Regions from separate parts of the Mus musculus genome. Here region 2 is linked to region 1. Evidence: chromatin contacts called from public HiChIP or PLAC-seq data. All regions are on one chromosome and are shown on one strand. Each heading gives the region's core, a stretch centred on a gene start, on an enhancer-like site or on the middle of the called end of the contact. The rest is flanking DNA. Distances are from core to core; before and after follow the strand shown.

Region 1 (4,502 bases), core at 1,317-3,816:
GGCTCACTCTCCCTTAAGCGGACTACAGCAAAGACACAAAGGCACCATGAGGCTGTGATAAAGAACACAAGGGAGAGTCACCTTCTTTGAAGAATCAGAAGTAGCAGCAGTCCAAGGCCTGGGAGATGGCTCACTGAGTAAATGGCTTCTGCAGCAGCCTTAACCTGAATTCGGACCTCCTCCATCCATGTAAAGTGCACAGCAGCACACATCTGTACAACTCTGTGAGCTCTGGGATCAGCAAGGAACCTCATCTCAGAAACAAAGTGCTACAAGAGTATATCTGATGTAGACCTCTGGCCTCCTCTATATGCTCAGACACAGGTGTGTGCACCCGCACAGACAGGTGTATATATATACACACACACATTCTAAATACATAAATAAGTAATTAAAATAGTCTGTTACAAACTACTCAGTCCCCCCAAACCCTGAACACTTCAGCATGGCTTCAAATACTGTGTTCATCTCCAGTTTCTCTCTGGCTCTGAGTGCCCATGTGAACCAGGGGCTGCTGCATGCTGTGATGCATTGGCTATAAGATGAAAACCTACTTCTCCCAGGAAGTTGAAAGGAAGGGAAAATAAAGGCTTGGTTCTAAGGAAGAGAAAGCAAATTGGCTCACAAATGCAGAGAGCATGTTTGAAAGAACAGTGTTTCATAGTAAACCTCAAACCACTCTTCTGTAAATGGAGCACTTCTTATTGTGGGGAAGAGGTGTGGGAGCCAGAGGCCAGCCCAGTAGCAGAACATGAAAATCAGAACCTAAGAGGTGAAAGAGGCCTATAGAAGGAACTGAGACTACCATGTGTACAGACACTGCAAACCATCTTCAAGCACAGCATTCAAGACACCTATGAAAAGAAAATTCACACCGTCTTTTTCTTTCCTTCCCCGGTCATGCCTTCCTCAACCCTCTCCCTGATCCCATCCCCCAGGGTCAATACCTACTTAGACCTCAAAGAGTCAAGTTTATACTCTATGCCTCTCCTTCTGAGAACACTGTGAGAATTGAGAGGGTTTCCTCTTTGAAAAATAAAGCAACATCAGTATAGAAAGGAGGAAACGTAAATTCTTTAATACTGAAATTAATAAATAAGGATTTTTATTCATTCTAGATATCCTGTATCACAGTAAAGAAAACATGGTATATATTCATCAAAATAAATCATAAATTACCTGAACCTGGTTGTGGTGGTTTGAATAGATATGGGCCTTATAGACTCGTTCGTGTGTTTGAATGCTTGGCCCACAGGGAGTGGCACTATTAGGAGGGGTGGTCTTGTTGGGGGAAGTGTGTCACTGTGGGGGCAGACTTTGAGGTCTTCTATGCTCAAGCTCTGCCCAATATTGACACAGTCTCCTTCTGCTGCCTGCCGATCAAGATGTCAAACCCTCAGCTCCTTCTTCAGCATCATGTCTGCCTGCATGCTGCCATGCTTCCCACCATGATGATAATGAACTAAACCTCTGAACTGTATGCCAGCCCCAATTAAATGTTTTTCTTTGTAAGAGTTGCTTTGATCATGGTGTCTCTTCACAGCAATGAAAACCTAAGACACCCACCCACCAAAATCTTTAGTTTTTGTTTTTTGAAACAGGTCTCCCTATAACACAAGATCTAGAGCTCCCTATGTAGCTATGGTGATTTGAATGGGAATGGCTTCCCCAGATTCATATATTTATTTGAATATTTAGTTCCCAGTTGGACTGTTTAGGATTAGGAGGTGTGGTCTTGCGGGAGGAAGTATATCTTTGGGGTTGGGCTTTGAAAGCCTGGTCTCACTTTTTTCTTCCTGCAACCTGGAAATCAGCTGTGAGCTCTCAGCTACCACTACAGCACCATACCGGCTTGCTGCCATTCATCCCATTGTGCTGATCATAAACTAACCCTCAGAAACTGTATAGCAAGCCCCCAGTTAAATGCTTTCTTTTATAAGCTAAATGGTCACGGTGTCTCTTCCCAGCAACAGACCAGTAACTAAAACAGTAGCCTAGGCTGGCTGGAACTCAGAGAAATCTGCCAGCTTCTGCCTCCCAAGCACCGGCATTAAAGTCAAAGACATCAAAACTCAGGACCTCAAAATGTGTCACTGAGACATCACGATTGCCACTGAACGAGATCTCGGCTCCTCCTCACCTGAGTTTCCAGAAGCACCATAGCTCTCTCCAAGCTTTTCCCATTCCTAAAGCCTCAATCTCCTTGCTTACCCCGTGGACACAGAAAGAACCAACACAAGTCACAAGAGGGGCTGGGATAGAGCTCGCACAGAACACTTAGGAAGAATACGGAAGGCCCTGATTTCAATTATCAACCCACCCTGCCCCCTCGAAAATAAGAGAAAAGAAAGAGAAAGAGAAAAGAAAGAGAAAGAGAAAAGAAAGAGAAAGAGAAAGAGAGAAGGAAGAAGAGGAAAAGGAGACAAGGAGAAGAAATCAGAAGGCATAACTTAAGGAAACCTGTGTTGAAACAATGCTTTGGGGTTTTTCCACAGAGGTAAGCTCTACAGTTTCCAAAAGCAAACAGTTCTTTCTGCAGAAAAGGACAGGATGTTGCAGATGAGTCATTTTGTTGACATTCTAGGTGCTGGTCAGTTGGAGGACAGGAACCAGATCAGCTTCCTAGAAAGGACAGATGAAACGTTACTCCGGAAAAGATCAGAGTGGGGAATGTACTGAGTGTCAGAAGCTCTTCTGCCGCTCAAACACATCCTACTCTATAGCCCTTTGTTAATGGCAGCGCCCAACCTCATATAGGAAAAACGATGAAGATACTGATTCCTGTAACACCAGAGTCCATAACCATACATGGTGTGGTTAAAAAGGCTTCCGATACAAAGAGAGCACCCGTAATTTACATAGGCCTTGGTATCCACTGCCAGGCACATAGACTTTCTCCCCAACAAAATAAAAAAAAAAAATTAACAATAAAAGCACTCGTTCCATTTCTACACCTGCTATAGAACAGCCGTCTTCCCGGGTGTAAGGCTGCCTTGGCAGTGTTTAACGTCGCCATCTCATTTCCACATAGGATCTGGTTACAAAAGTCTGTGCCAACAAGTCATGTGGAAAGGTAGTTCTTCCAAACCTCTTACCTGAATCTCAACTCTATAAAGTCTCAAATGAGTATCCAGTTCATCACTGACCCCACTGGCGATCTAACAATTTGGCCATCGTGCCATTTTTTTTTTCTTAAACATTCTCCATAATTTATAAAGGAGCTTTTTTTCTGGCTATTCTCTATTTGTATTTGGCTTGGGATTCTCTTCCTATACTGGGTTCTCAGTTAGCTGACATAATGTAAGCCAGTGTTATATGATTCATGGTAATCCGAAAACAAAATGTTTAGGGAAGAAAACTCTTGTCTATCAATGTACATTTAATTAGACAGACAACAGATTTTATTGAAGAAGTCGATATGCATTCCACTACAGCCCTTCATAGTTCTTTGTGGCTTTTAGGAGAGACCATTAATTTAAATGCATCAGATCAAAGAAAATAGACACGTGTCCCTACTAAAGCTCCCTAACAGTTCACAGCGGTCACCTCAATCCTCCAAACACTCGTTTATCCATTAAGCGTGTGTGCACAAAGGCCATAGGAGGATCTGGAAACAGAAGTCCGAAGATATGATTCAATGTCCAAACGCTAAGCATAAGTTAATAATCAACATCTACATATAAAGCTATTAACAACTCTGTTACCTAAATACTTCGGGTATAGTCATATATCTCTCAGTTAGGGTTATCATTTCTGTGATGAAATACCATGACCAACAAAAGCAAACTGGGGAAGAGTTTATTTGGCTTACACTTCCACATCACTGTTCATCATCAAAGGATGTCAAGACAGGAACCAAAACAGGGCTAGGAGCCTGGAGGTAGGAGCTGATGCAAGAGGCCATGGAGAAGTGCTGCTCACTGACTCGCTCTCCGTGGCTTACTGAATTGCTTTCTTTTAGAACCCAGAACCACCTGCCCAGGTATACCATCCACCTGGGCGGGACCCTCCCCCATCAATTAAGAAAATATCCTACAGTCTTGCCTGCAGTCCATTTGAGGGAGGGGCAATAGGAGGGAGTTAAGAGCATTCAAGAGTCCAATCTTATGGAGGCATTTTAATTGAGGGTCCCTCCTCTCAGATAACTTTAGCTTGTATCAAGTTGATAAAGCTATCAAGCTCATGATGTAAGAGATAAGAGATAACTTATTCCTTCAAGTTGGGAAACTACGGATTATGAAGTTAAAACCCAAACTTTAGCCTTTGGGTCACACTACTCTCATTAAGAAAAAAATGTTAAAAGGGCACAGAAGGCATTTCCTATAGTCATAAAATAATGTGGTGCTTTAAAAAACAAAATCTTAATGACAGACATGCCACCAATGGGACAGATAACTATATATGGAACATAGAGTTAGTTCCTAGTGGCCAAATCTGATCAAAGAGAAATAGTATATTACCACCAAAGTACAGAATAACCATCCATAAGTCCACGGAGGCAT
Region 2 (4,820 bases), core at 466-2,965, 80 kb before region 1:
ATTAGGGGGAAAAAAAATCATAATTTGTTCTGATTTTCTATAACACAGGCAGGGCAGAAATACAACAAAATTCAGTAACAGACCAAAGTATTATGTAATGTCCCTCTTACTCAGCTTCCGATGTGATGGCATTTCAAGACCATTAATCATTTTCACCCTTGCTTTCTCCCTATTGTATTCTAATCCCAGGGCCATTGAGGAAAAAGTGACACTCTGTATGGCAAAGCACCCTGACTGGCACATTAGAACAGATCCAATTACCAGTGGCTCTGTGCACTGGGAGGATTGCCCATGAGAGATTTCCACTGAGGACTCTGAGGACAAAGTTGTCATTCCCGTATGTGAGTAGGGAAGTGTCAAATAAGCAAGACTTCGAATAAAATCCTCACTACTGCCACCTTCCCCTACACACAGATAATGCAACCATTTCTCTCTATCAGAAAAACTGCACAGCCCAGAGACCTGTGTGTGTGTGTGTGTGTGTGTGTGTGTGTGTGTGTGTGTGTGTGTGTGTTTCTTACCTTTGATGGTTTAAAATCTACTTGGACCAACTTACACATTGTAAGTCTAAACAATGAAATATAGTTGCCAAATGTAATTCATAAAACTAAAATCAAGTAGAGCACATTTAAAGTAAATATGGTATCTTGTTGTCAATGTTTAAATCCTAAGGGTATGTAAATTCTGCCAGAGAGAATATTTGTTTGTATGTATGTATGTATGTATGTATGTATGTATGTATGTATGTATGTATATTCCCAAGACAGACTCACAGGTCTCCTGTAGAAACAAGGTACAAGTAAAATCTCAGAATTTGAAGAAAAGAGCTAGAAAGCAGAAGGCTCTCGTACTGGCTAGTGCTGGGAACACTCACTCCCTAACTCCCACTTAACCCAGGACAGCCCGGGGGATTTTGAGTCTCAGGAACCAGGACGCGTGCAATGTGAAGCCTCTGCTATAGCATCGACATCAAGACACACTGAAGAACTGGGTGGGAGTTTGCTTCTCCTCTCCCTAGCCAATCCCACGAGCAATAACAGTCGATAAAGAATCAAACCTTTAGCCTCCAAAACGCCTTTCAGAAAATCCAGAAATGTATTTCCTGAATTATCTTTCAAGAGGATCCCTTTTCCATGCAGGGGAAAAGCCAACCCACTACCAAGTAACTCATACGTGATACATCCTACATCAACAATATAGTGAGGACAAACTCTCAGGACAGGACAACCCTGAATGCAAAATAGGGGGCTCTAAGCTCCATTTCCTAACTGTGGACCTGCACGTAGTTTGATTATGCACTAACATAAGTTGGTTTTAATTGCCCATAAAGCATTTAAAACTACCCCCCCCAAATGTCTTTAAAAATGTGGAAGATTTCATATACAAATCCAAAATTGAATCTGATCAGGCAAACCTGGAAGCCTCACCGCGCCGGCCGGCCTGCCTGCCAGCATCAGCCAAAGCCGAACGGCGCCTGGCTCAGGATTTTTTTCTCTGGCTTGCCAGGACCCCACTAATCCCTTTTGTCTCAAATCCAAACACATTTTGCTAGTTTAAAGGATTCACTTTACCCTTGTAGACCTCTGAATTTTGATCACCATTTTAGGACATTGTTAGGATCCTGCCGAATGCAACTGAGTGTGTAACTGACTGAGTGCTTTCTTGGTGGCCCAGAAATCCCCACTGAGTCTTATCATGATTTGTCCATTTTCCTCTGGGTGTTCCCTACAACAACATGTTCTCTTCTGGGATTCCCCCACCCAAGACGTCCCGCTCTGATGTCAGGACTGTCTCCTTCATTGTTTGGCTTTCTTACCATTGGGTGAGCCCGGAGAATATAAACCTAGACTTGCTTCAGAGGTCAACATTCTGTCTCCCCACTGTGCAAAAGGAAAGATAGGCTGACTTCCTCCAGGCTGGGGAACACAAGAGAAAAGCACAAATGATGCTTAAGTACAGCAGGAAATGGGTCTTATGCAATGCTGTACAACCCGAGTCTCCAGAAAACAGTATCGGGAAAGCCAAAAGCAACAAGTCACCCCCGTAACAAAGAAAAAACTCCATCTACTGACAACTTAGAAATGCACAGTGTGTTCGTGTGGATCCTATTGATTCTCGGCTTGTGCTACCAGAGACTCCAGTTAGAATCACCAAAGTATACTAGGCATTTGCCCGTAGAGACTACTGACTGACTAGCTTTCTCATAGGGATTAGAACCAACTGGAAAGCAGTGTGGTGGCTCATGTGTGTAACGCAGCAGTGCAATGGCAGAGTGACAAAAGGACTGTGGCAGCCTACATAGCAAATTCAAAGCTAACTTGGGCTACACAAGACCCTGTCCAACTAAAACCATTTTATAAGATGCACATGTTAAAAAATTCCTGTCCTACCATAGGTTGGTGACATCTGCCTATAATCTACTACATGGGAGGTACAGTCAGGAGAATCAGGAGTTCAAGGTTCCTTATAGATACATAGCAATCTCTAGGCCATCTTGGTCTACAATAGATTTTACACACACACACACAAACACACACACACACACACGCCCACCCCTATACCTACACCTACACTTACCTTGGTCCTAGATCCTAAGTTACCTGTAGCAAAGCCAGGAAAACCCTTCCAAAGGCAGGCCCTTTATCATGCTGGTACCTTCTTTGATTTAGAGTTTGGGTGGCCATGGATATTAACTAACAGTCCTGAATGTGAGATGCCCAGGAACTGTACTGTATGAGAAGTACTGCATACTCAGTTATCCTGCTAAAACGCAAGCCAAGGCATATAGAGAGAACAATACAGTATTCATACAATTCCATTAGGTATAAGTAATCTGGAGATGGTTTAAGTATATGGGAAGACATATAGAGTCTATCTACTATTTAAGTATATGGGAAGACATATAGAGTCTATCTACTATTTAAGTATATGGTAAGACATATAGAGTCTATCTACTATTTAAGTATATGGGAAGACATATAGAGTCTATCTACTATTTAAGTATATGGGAAGACATATAGAGTCTACCTACTATTTAAGTATATGGGAAGACATATAGAGTCTATCTACTATTTAAGTATATGGGAAGACATATAGAGTCTATCTACTATTTAAGTATATGGGAAGACATATAGAGTCTATCTACTATTTAAGTATATGGGAAGACATATAGAGTCTATCTACTATTTAAGTATATGGGAAGACATATAGAGTCTATCTACTATTTAAGTATATGGGAAGACATATAGAGTCTATCTACTATTTAAGTATATGGGAAGACATATAGAGTCTATCTACTATTTAAGTATATGGGAAGACATATAGAGTCTATCTACTATTTAAGTATATGGTAAGACATATAGAGTCTATCTACTATTTAAGTATATGGGAAGACATATAGAGTCTATCTACTATTGTATTTATGAGTCATGGATATTCACAAATGTTGGTATTTTCTACGGGTGCAAGAGGATGTCTTGGTACCAGTTCTGCACAGATGTTGGGTAACAGCCTCATGTATATTTTGGAGACAAGCATACATATGGATATTCAGATGTGCAAGTGCGTCTTGTTACCTCATTTAGGAGGTAACATGATCATCTTAGCTGATTTACATTCCTGGCTTATCTCATGACCTACAGAAAAACACAATAAAACTAAGATTAAGACGTGCCTGTTACTTTTTTTTCTTTTGAGAGGGGGTAGGTGAGACAGAGTTTTTCCATGTAGGACTGGCTGTCCCTCTGTAGACCAGGCTGGCCTCAAACTCAGAGATCCACCTGCCACTGCCTCCCAAGTGCTAGGATTAAAGGCGTATACCCCCATGCTGGGTATGCCTATTACTAATGGGAATAAACAAACTGAGAACATCCTGAGTGACCTCCTACCTCCTTCTAGTATTATTTTCGTTAAAGCTTTTTTTCTAAGAGATCCAACCTTTAAATACCCATGGCCAGGGTCTCAAAGCACACAGTGACAGAGGTAGTGAACAGGCAGGCTAGACAAACAGCATGCTTCCCTGTACAACTGCTGGGTGTTATTTCTCTCACCTTCTGTTTATAAAACTGAACCAAAACAAGAGTTGATTCTGTGGGGTGGCGACCATGTTCCACTTCTGTCCCCAATTCCGTTGGTTGCCTGTGGACGCTACCTGCCACCAACTCATTACTACACAAAAATGCAAACTCATTACTACACAAACAAGTACATGGCAGCTGAACAAAGCCAGCTGTACCTTCTGAGCCAGGAAGCCTCAAACACACTAGTCCCTTTTCTACCAGTCTGATGACCTCGGTCTTCTCTATCAATAGCCAAAGGTCATTCATAGAGCACTACATAGAACTTCATGCTTGAAATCAACATTAAAGAATAATCTGTAGTTTGGGAGGGGGGCAAAAATCAACTCCCCACAATGATTTCTATATCTTTCAAACATTCACTAGCTAAATCAAAGTGATTCCCTGGTCAGATTATACACATCTGCTTTGTGTGCAGTGAGAAAAAGTAACCATTTGGAGACTGAAGAGATGGACAGGTGGTCAAGAGGGCTTACTGATCTTCCAGAGAGTGTCCCAGTTCAGTTCCCAGTACCCGCATCAGGCTGCTCAGAACCGCCACAACTTCGGTTCCAGGGAATCCGACTCCCTCTTCTGGCCTCCATGGTCACTCATGCACAGGTAGCAATGCATACATACACATACAGATTCTTAAAAATAAAAATAAATCTTTAAAAGGGAACTTCACAACTCTGCCCTGTGGCTCGACGCTCTCACCGTGTGCTGTATAGATTCCCAGGCAGAAAGCCTATTTTCTCTCACACA

What was found. HiChIP or PLAC-seq counts read pairs in DNA pulled down with a chosen protein or histone mark.
Region 2: an H3K27ac HiChIP or PLAC-seq map of heart atrium shows a contact between it and region 1, with 2.8 times the contacts expected there. The contact joins two enhancer-like sites. A contact is called at or near these places in 1 of 15 datasets of contacts at CTCF or cohesin (the NIH/3T3 cell line), 4 of 484 Hi-C or Micro-C datasets (the P5424 cell line, nephron progenitors, pre-megakaryocyte-erythroid progenitors and 1 more) and 4 of 115 datasets of contacts at active chromatin or transcription factors (embryonic stem cells, fibro-adipogenic progenitors and heart atrium).

Annotation. Positions count from the first base shown.
Region 1 is chr2:52,916,400-52,920,901 of GRCm38.p6, reverse strand. All of the region lies in intron 1 of Fmnl2 (formin-like 2), which reads right to left. Among named protein-coding and RNA genes, the nearest start is that of Fmnl2, 61 kb to the right of the region's middle. Within about 2 kb of position 2,566, at least 34 of the 459 cell types and tissues checked have an H3K27ac peak or open chromatin away from gene starts, as enhancers often do. A contact at or near this core is called in heart atrium, where this site is marked.
Region 2 is chr2:52,995,201-53,000,020 of GRCm38.p6, reverse strand. All of the region lies in intron 1 of Fmnl2 (formin-like 2), which reads right to left. Among named protein-coding and RNA genes, the nearest start is that of Gm52511, 11 kb to the left of the region's middle. Within about 2 kb of position 1,715, at least 64 of the 459 cell types and tissues checked have an H3K27ac peak or open chromatin away from gene starts, as enhancers often do. A contact at or near this core is called in heart atrium, where this site is marked.